2 separate regions of the Sus scrofa genome follow, and region 2 is linked to region 1. A link is a contact called in public Hi-C data. All regions are on one chromosome and are shown on one strand. Each heading gives the region's core, a stretch centred on a gene start, on an enhancer-like site or on the middle of the called end of the contact. The rest is flanking DNA. Distances are from core to core; before and after follow the strand shown. Region 1 holds the start of GIT2 (ARF GTPase-activating protein GIT2). Region 2 holds the start of TCHP (trichoplein keratin filament-binding protein).

What was found. Hi-C and Micro-C count contacts between places; a contact is called where the count stands out from the background.
Region 2: a contact with region 1 is called in a Hi-C map of liver, with 4 times the contacts expected there. The contact joins the promoter of TCHP here to the promoter of GIT2 in region 1. A contact is called at or near these places in 8 of 47 Hi-C or Micro-C datasets (heart right ventricle, liver, skeletal muscle and 1 more) and 2 of 2 datasets of contacts at active chromatin or transcription factors (alveolar macrophages and skeletal muscle).

What each region holds. Positions count from the first base shown.
Region 1 is chr14:40,993,358-40,997,830 of Sscrofa11.1, forward strand. GIT2 (ARF GTPase-activating protein GIT2) reads left to right here and starts at 2,629. Exons shown (of 18, transcript XM_003483442.4): 1 at 2,629-2,837. The coding sequence starts at 2,786. It overlaps ANKRD13A (ankyrin repeat domain-containing protein 13A), which reads right to left and starts at 2,525. Exons shown (of 15, transcript XM_021074290.1): 1 at 2,415-2,525.
Region 2 is chr14:41,075,737-41,080,209 of Sscrofa11.1, forward strand. TCHP (trichoplein keratin filament-binding protein) reads right to left here and starts at 1,908. Exons shown (of 13, transcript XM_003483443.4): 1 at 1,755-1,908; 2 at 22-215. The coding sequence starts at 215.

The DNA of each region.
Region 1 (4,473 bases), core at 1,379-3,878:
CTGATCAGATTCATTTCCACTGTGCCATGATGGGAACTTCCGTAGCTCCTTGATTCAATGAAGAACCAAGTAAACTTACATCTGCTCACCAGCCTGAACTTTCTGCACAGCTGTCTACTAGATCATATAGCTAGGCAAAGTTATTTAATGCATTCTGAAAGCATCCTCTGCCTTCCCTGCTTGTGAATAGCCAGCTTTTCAGATGCCTACAACAACAGCTGTTCAAGAATTCAGGCTTAATCCATTCTCCACAGGTGTTGAGTCCAGAAGATTTGAGAATACATGAAGCAAAACAGGATGTAGAAGCATCAGGATGGCATCCAGAGGCTTTAGCTATGGAATGTGTGGGAAATATATGTTAATGCACACACCACTCATTTATAAAAATGGAGAAATGAAACAAAGACCCATGCTTTTGACATCTCCTTCAGGACTTCCTAACCTTTAAGAAGATTTATGCAATTTAATCTTTCTCTTCATTGTCTCATGCTTATCTAATCTCTCTTAATTCATTAGTTGGAGAACTTCACAATGGCTGTTCACCAGAGTACCTAAAGTCAAAATAATACCTGGCCCGGGAGTTCCCCATGTGGCTCAGTGGTTAACGAATCCGACTAGGAACCATGAGGTTGTGGGTTTGATCCCTGGCCTTGCTCAGTGGGTTAAGGATCCAGCGTTGCTGTGAGCTGTGGTGTAGGTCGCAGACCCAGCTTGGATCCCGTGTTGCTATAGCTCTGGTATAGGCTGGCGGCTACGTCTCCGATTAGACTCCTAGCCTGGGAAGCTCCAAATGCCACAGGAGCGGCCCTAGAAAACACAAAAAGACAAAAAAAAAAAAAAAAAAAAAAAAAAAAGACCTGGCATTGCCTTGAGCTGCGGTGTAGGTCACAGACTCGGCTCAGATCCCGAGGTGCTGTGTAGGCTGGCAGCTACAGCTCTGATTAGACCCCTAGCTTGGGAACCTCCATATGCTGTGGGTGGGGCCCTAGAAAAAGGCAAAAAGGCAAAAATAAATAAATAAAAATAAATTAAAAAAAACAAAGCAAAACAAATACCTGGCCCATGATAGGCATCGAACATTTGCTGAATGGAGATCATAGTTGGGTTTACATATAATACACAAAATATTCATTAGCATTAGGGTCACACCTCTGCTCTCTATCACACTGATTAAACTCACTTCATTGCGTTTATCTCATACCATCCTGTATATTAGGTTATCTATCGTTATCCTCAAAATTGTGATTAAGAAATAATAGTAATATCAAATTCCAATAATAACAGAGGCTACTTTTTTTTTGCTTTTTGCTATTTCTTGGGCCGCTCCCGCAGCATATGGAGGTTCCCACGCTAGGGGTCTAGTTGGAGCTGCGCCACCGGCCTACGCCAGAGCCACAGCAACGTGGGATCCGAGCCGAGTCTGCAACCTACACCACAGCTCACAGCAACGCCGGATCGTGAACCCACTGAGCAAGGGCAGGGACTGAACCTGCAACCTCATGGTTCCTAGTCGGATTCGTTAACCATTGCGCCACGACGGGAACTTCAAGAGGCTACTATTAATGAGGGTTCACTCTGAGGCAAGCATACCACACTCTTCTGTGAATTATTCCATTTGTTCTTAGCCAGACAGTAAATATTTAGCTATACGTTTCATATATGAGTTTTGTTAAATATTCATCCTTTCCCTCTTCTCCTTCCTCTTTACAATCCTTCAAAAATGTAAAAATTAGGAGTTCCCTGTGTCGTGCAGTGGAAAGGAATCCAACCAGTAAACCTGAGGATGCAGGTCTGATCTCTGGCCTCGCTTAGTGGGTCCGGGATCTGGTGTTGCTGTGGGCTAGTGGGTAGGTCACAGGTGCAGCTGGGATCCCGCATTGCTATGGCTGTGGTGTAGGCTGACAGCTGTAGCTCCAATTTACCCCTAACCTGGGAACCTCCATATGGCCTAAAAAACAACAAAACAAGTAAAAATTAAGAGTTGATGGCCGAGCAATTAAGGACTCAGTTGTCACTGCTGTGGCTCGATTATTGCTATGGCTCCAGTTCCATCCCGGCCCTGAAACTTCCACATGCCAAAACACAACAAAAACAAAAAAATAAAACTATGAAAATCATTTTTAGGTGCAAGCCATACAAAAGAAAATTGTAGGCTAGCGGTAGATACACATTATCTTCCTCTAGCAGATTATATTAAAACTGCAGCATAAGGAAACACATAATATACCCTTATTTTACTTATTGTAGATCTAGCACAATTGAATGTTAGCTCCATAAAGACAGGAAATTTTGTCCTCTTGGCTCACTACTCTTTCTTCACTGCTTGGAACACTGTGTGTAATTTGCTGAATAAAGGAAAGAATATATAAATGAACTTGGCCAAAGTTATGCGAAATGACTTGACTACTGATTACCTCAGGCAGGTTGCAGCTGCAGACTTCTGGTTACTAGATTTGGTATTAATCAGTGCTGGGAAGAAGCGAATTTCTTCTGGAGAGGGAGACAAATTACAGAAAATTTGGAAGCAGGACGGAAGATCCTTGCCCTCACTCAATATGGCGACAGGGCAGCGTGCCCTTTCCGGTCACATGATCTGCCTATTGCCAAAGGGTGCCTCCCCGCGCGTGCGTGCTGGGCCGCGGCTGCGAGGCGCTCAGGGAGAGGCGCTGCCGCCAGCGCCGCCGCTGGGACCCGTTAGAGCGGAAGCGCCTCCGCCGCCGCCGCCGCCGCCGCCGCCTTCGCTGTCTCGGGGCCCCAGGTTCCCGGCAGGTGGGAGGCGGGAGCCATGTCGAAGCGGCTCCGGAGCAGCGAAGTGTGCGCTGACTGCAGCGGGCCAGGTGAGTCTCATCAGCCGGGCCCGCTCCCCTCAGCTCTCCTGGCCAGGACCCCTGCCCCGGGGCCGCCCCTCGAGCCGGGCGGGTCCCGGCAGTCGACCTCTGCATCCCATGCCTGGGGTCACGACGAGGAGGAAGGGGGGCGGTCTTGGGGCAGAACCTGCCCCTGGCCTGTCAGAGCCGGGCGGGCAGGGGGCCGCCGCCCTCCCGCCCCTCCTTTCCCTTTCGTTCACTCTGTCCCAGGCCGTCCGGGGAGGCGGTGGGGTCGGAGCCGCTTTCCTAACAGGAAGGGGCTTGGGCAATCCACAGGAAGGCCAATTACAGAAGTAAAATGCGAGCGTCTTCCCGGCTGCGGCCCCCAGAGACTGCAGGTGTCACCACCCCCTTCCCACAGTCACCCAAGACCCCCGTCCCCGGAGGCGCCCTGCTGGTAGTGGGCGACGCTCACCCCTTCCCTCCACTGAGACTCGCCAGAGGACCCCCATGGACGATTTCGCCATTTCTGGCATCCCGACTCCCGCTCCACGGCAGAGAGTCTCCAGGATGTCGGGGTCTTGCAAACGCCACCTGCACTTGGGAGGCAATGCTTGGCTCAGGTTCTGAGATCTGAACCGTCTGAGTTCAAACTAGATGTTCCCTCTGGGTGACCTTGGGCTGGTGACTTCATTTGGCCGAGTCTTCATTTCCTCATTTTTCCGATGGGGATAATGGGGAGTATGGTGCTTAGCGGTAGGGAAGATTCAGTGAATATTCTTAGCATCATCTCATTTAAATTTTTTTCCCCTATTGTGTACAGAACCTTTACAGTCCCTTAAAACTATAGTTGAATTTCTAAATCATGCATTAATTACAGCTTACAAAACCAACACACACCACATCACTGACAAGTAGACCCATTTGGGCATTTAGGCAATATAGGCATATGGCAGCACTGAAAGGCCAAAACTAAACCTCCCATGTGTAGTTTTCGTCTTAGCAGTTGGAACTGAGTTGACAGGTCTCTGTACTGTTCTCAGTGCTTGTATTTTTCTGCTTTGAATTTGAAGTAATTCAAAAGGTAAAATGGCACCACAGCATCCAGTAAACAATCTTAATGAAACCATTGCGCACCAGTGTTTTTGCGACTGTTCCAAACTTTGTCTTGTCAGATGGAAGTGGAGACTGATTTTTAAATAGTACTATGATAATTCAAACCTTATGTGGTTATTTCATGGCCTCTATAATGTAAGTGGGGTTACCGGTTTCCTTTGAAGATAGGGAGACGGGTGGAGGAGTTTAAAAAGAGGTGTTTTAGAAACCAAGTTAATGTGTTATACAAACTCCATCGTATTCTCTAAAAATGTTATTTGTTCCACTTCCTTATTTTCTTGCCTCTTTTCGGTTGAACCTTCTGTGATGTTTGATTCTTATGAGTCTAGATTCAAACTTCCTCTTGAAATGCATTTTCTGTGCTTCTCAGTGGGTGGTATGAGGCAAAGGAAAAACTGCAGCTCCCTTGCTACACTAAACACTATCTTGCACCTCTGCAGCATTTTGTGCATTTCAGAACATTTTCTCTTCCATTGTTTCATTTTAGTTGTTGTCTCATATGCCTAATCTACAGAGACTTGAGTCACTTCCTTCCTGTTTTGAATATAAT
Region 2 (4,473 bases), core at 658-3,157, 82 kb after region 1:
TGGTGGTCACCACACTGTTACCTCCGCTGGTAGGAGGACCTGGAGCTCCATTCTGCCTGTTTGGAGCTGCAGATGTCAGACATCTTGAAGTAGCGGCTGTTCTCATCCCACTGCTGCCGAAGCTGGGCCTCCTGCTCCCGGTGTCGCTGTCGTGCGGCCTGCTGATCCAGGAGCCTTCGGCTGCACCAGGAGGAAGGCAGTGTGGGGAGTGCCATCTGAGAAGAACAGCATTGGTAAGAAAATGAGCCTGTGCCAACCCCTTGCCCCTTTAATGAGTGGGCCTCACCCCTGGGCTGCACATTGGGATGGTCTGGTAGAGGCTGGGTCCTAATCCAGACCAATTGAAAGTCCTGTGTAGGCCCCCAGTCATTAGCACTTTAAAAATGACTTGGTGGGGGGATAAATTAGGAGTTCAGGATTAGCATATATACTACTATGTATAAAAGAGATAAACAACAAGGCCCTAGTATATAGTGCAGGAAGCTATACTCAGTGTTTTATAATGACCTATAACAGAAAAGAATCTGAAAAAGAATATATAACTGAATCATTGTGCGGTATACCTAAAACTAATACAATATTGTAAATCAACTATATATCAATTTAAAAAAAATAAAGACTTGCCACTGGGGCTGCAAATCATCTATTTAAATAAGCCTGGACTGCACCCAGCTGTGAGCTAGATGTCATCAAGGGAACCACAGACATAGAGGACCAGTCCTGGCAATGCTAGACAAGCACACTGGTGACTTCTATGCACTGCCTAAAGTAACAGAGACGATAACTTAAGAGATGTGTTTGTGTGCCAAGCTCATGACATGTATGGCCTTTTTTGATGTTACTCTCACCCCATTATTTGGATAGGTGAGAAAACTTAAGTTCAAAAAGGTAAAACAACTTGCTCAAGATCACAAGGCCAGGAAGTAGAGAAACTTTATAAAAGCTAGGGGATCCCATTTCCTGTCAGTCTGAGAGGAGGGCCCTGGCTTTGCAGACAGCGAGAGGCTGCCTGTTGGGATCCCTTTGGCAACTCCCAAAGAGGAGCCCAATCCAGGTGTCACACCTGGAAGTGCTCTGGATTAGCAAGAAGGGAGACCCCTCATTTTACAGATGGAGAAACTACAACTCAGAGAGGAATCGACTTGCAGATCAAGGAGCACTCTGGAGACCCGACAGCAGAACCAGTCTGACTCCGGACACCTCTTCCTCTGGTCCAAAAGCTGCCCCATGTCCAGGGTCTACACAGTGTCTGGCTATGCTCGTGCTTAAGGAGCGTCTATTGAATAAGCAAACTCAGAGCCCTCCAAACCTGGAGGGAAATAATCTGCTTCTATGAGCCAAGTTTAGCCTGAGGCTGCCAGTTTATGATCTGTCTTAAGACTGTGCCAGGCTTGACAAACTTTCTTCCTAGTCCTGTGATCCGCCTGCAGATAAACTTTGCACCAGGAATCAAGAAATGTAGGATTCCAGTCCTGGATCGGCCACCAACAAAATGGGCTGCTCCCTGAACTAGTCGAATCCCTCTCTCAGCCTCAACGGCCACGAATGACAAAAGCGGTTACACAGGCAAGTGTAGGACCCAGATCGCGCGCAGGGAGCAAAGTGAGGACCGGAAGTCGAACCCCCGCAAGCCCAGCGATCGCCGTCTCGGGTAGGCGGGCGAGCTTCCCGCCAGCGCGGGCCTGACTGTAGCGGAGCTCTGCGGGTCCCGTCCCCAACGCCGGACCCCGGCCAAGCCCAAACCCCAGACTCACGTTTCTCTGCACCCCGGAGATTCGGAAGAGTGCCCCAGCCCGAGCTCCCGTACGCCCCAACTAAGCCGAGCCCAGCCGGCAAGACGCTCCGGGGAAGCGATGCACCCACCAGCCTTTTCCCCCTATCGTTGTCGGGGCAACGGGCCAGTGACGGGGCGCGGCGAGGGCCAAACTTCCTCCCGCGCGATTGCTGGCCGCTCTGAAGGAAAGAAAAAGAGGTTGTGTTTCTCTCTGGCGCCCCCGCGTGGTGGGCGGGAGCTCAATCGCAAACATCACTGGTCCTGTAAACTGGGAAGGAAAGAAGAAAAGAATCCGTTCACTACACCAAATTCAGAATGGTGGCTACATAGGGGAGACAAGGATGAGGGTTGGGGGAAATCAGAAGAATATAGAAGGGGATATATAAGCCACATGAGAATCATCTGGGAGCTCTTAACAATCCAGATGTCCAAGCCAAACTCCAGAGAAATCCCATCAAGCTCCCTGAGGGTATCAGTGGTTGTGTAAGCTCCCCAGGTGCATCCAACGTGCAGCCAGCTCAAAGAACTGCCGATGTAAATAGGTATGAGTTATTAGTAACTTTCTATTGTCTTAGGATGGTGGTGGGTTCAAGGGTGTTCATTCTCTTAGTGTGTTTTATAGCTCGCATGTGTTACATGTATTAAGTATCAATCATTCCATTAAAATAAATAATAAAATATTCACTCTTTCATTCATGTTCTTTTCATTTTCTCATTCTTGCCTTAATTTCTTTTTCCCTTCATTCCTTCATCCCTTGTCCGCTTCTCTCTTTTTCCTGGATGCAGAGTAATGTCCTTTGAATGTAGTGGCCTCTGTTGCAGCCTTGACCATGCTAGATGTGTGGTCTTGGACAGGTCACTTCATCACTCCATGCCTCAGCATCCTCATCTGTAAAATGAGAATGTTAAAGTAATTGAGAAAGGCGGCCATTTGACTGGGGAGGCTCTGACCCTTTGGTAGCCTATGCAAGCAAACCTAAACCTAGGTCAGATTCATCTGAGCTAGTGAAATTTACCAATCCCAAAGAGCCAATGAGGGAGTTCCCCGTCATGGTGCAGTGGAACAAATCTGACTAGGAACCAGAGGACGCAGGTTTGATCCCTGGCCTCGCTTGGCGGGTCAAGGATCCGGCATTGCAGTGAGCTGTGGTGTAGGTCGCAGACTTGGCTCGGATCCTGCGTTGTTGTGGCTGTGGCATAGTCTGGCTGGCAGCAGTAGCTCAGATTTGACCCCTAGCCTGAGAACTTCCATATGCCGCAAGTGCAGCCCTAAAAAGCAAAAAAAAAAAAAGAAAAGAAAAGTAAAAAACCAAATAGCCAATGAGACTTTCCCAAACAAGGCAGTTACTTAAGCGGCAGGCAATCAAATGATTTCCTCGTTTCCACATCTTCTCTGCAAAAACCTCTCTCCTAGGTTCTGCCCGTACACATTCGGTTCAGTGCTACCTGATTCAAATCAATAAGTCTTGACATTTTTACTGTGCCTCAGTTTATCTTTTAACAAGAATACCAACAGGGCTGCCTTCTAGGGTTACCCTTGTGAGATGCAATGAAGGTTTAAATGGAGCACACCTAGGTGCAGAGCACCTGCTGTCCCACAGGGGCCCACACTCTCTCACATCTCACTTTACTTGACATGTGTTTGTTCAACATCTGCCCTGCCCCAGGGTTAGCCTCTGATTGGTTTCGCCCTCTTTGACCAAGCTTTTGGCCAATCTTCCATGTGTCCCCAATGAAGAGGGGAAGTAGGTACCCACCCTGATCAGCCCAGCCAGAGCAGCCCTGACAACAAAAGAGTACATATAAAAAATACTTGTTACTGGGCCTCCTTGAGTGTGGGAGGAACTTCAGAAATGTGTGGATTTTATTGTGAGAGACTTGCCTTCAGTTCCTGGATTTTGTCCCTCTTGGACAAGGGCCTTCCGCTCTCTGGACCTCAGTTGCCTCATCTGTATAATGACCTTAAGGGAACAAACAAGCTCCACCAGTGGGTTCAAGGGCCTAAGGCTTGACTGGCCTGGTCCTGGAAGCCTGAGACCCTGGGCCATAACCTCTGGGCTTCTTTTTTCGGGACAGCGCTTGCCCAAGGAACAATAGCTTGTAAGTGGTAGATCCAGGGAACTGAACCCAGCTCTATTAATTCCCTCTCTGCAGTACCATGAGGGTAGTGCTCATTACCCTCCATGCTGTGGTTCCAGTGTCTGGCATAGAGCAGGCACAATAAATATTCATTGACAATGAGTGAGCAGATTCCCTCTAACTTTGAGTCCTGCAAAAGAAAAAGGGGAAGATGGTGTTTAAAGAAAGCAAAAACACCAAAAAACAACAAAAACAACAAAAAAAACCAAGAAGGAACTAACATTGTTTGAATACTCAACACGTGCCAGATGCTTTTCCTTGTTTTTTCTTGTTTAAGCTTCCCTCTAACATGGGAGATTCCTGCCCCCATTTTGCGGATGAGGAAACTGAGACCCTGAAAGGCCAAGTAATTTCTTGAAGTCACAAAGCAAGGACAATGAGAGCCAGGATTTACACCCAACTTCCAGAGCTCATGAACCTCTTTTCAGTCTGCTTTTCCAGCAGCTTGTGGTTAGCTGGTGTAAAAGAGGCCAGCAGATGTGGATCAGCTGGGCCATATAAAGAGTTCAGCAATATTAAATATTTAGTGACAAGTTGATGACTATGGCCCACAGGAGGCC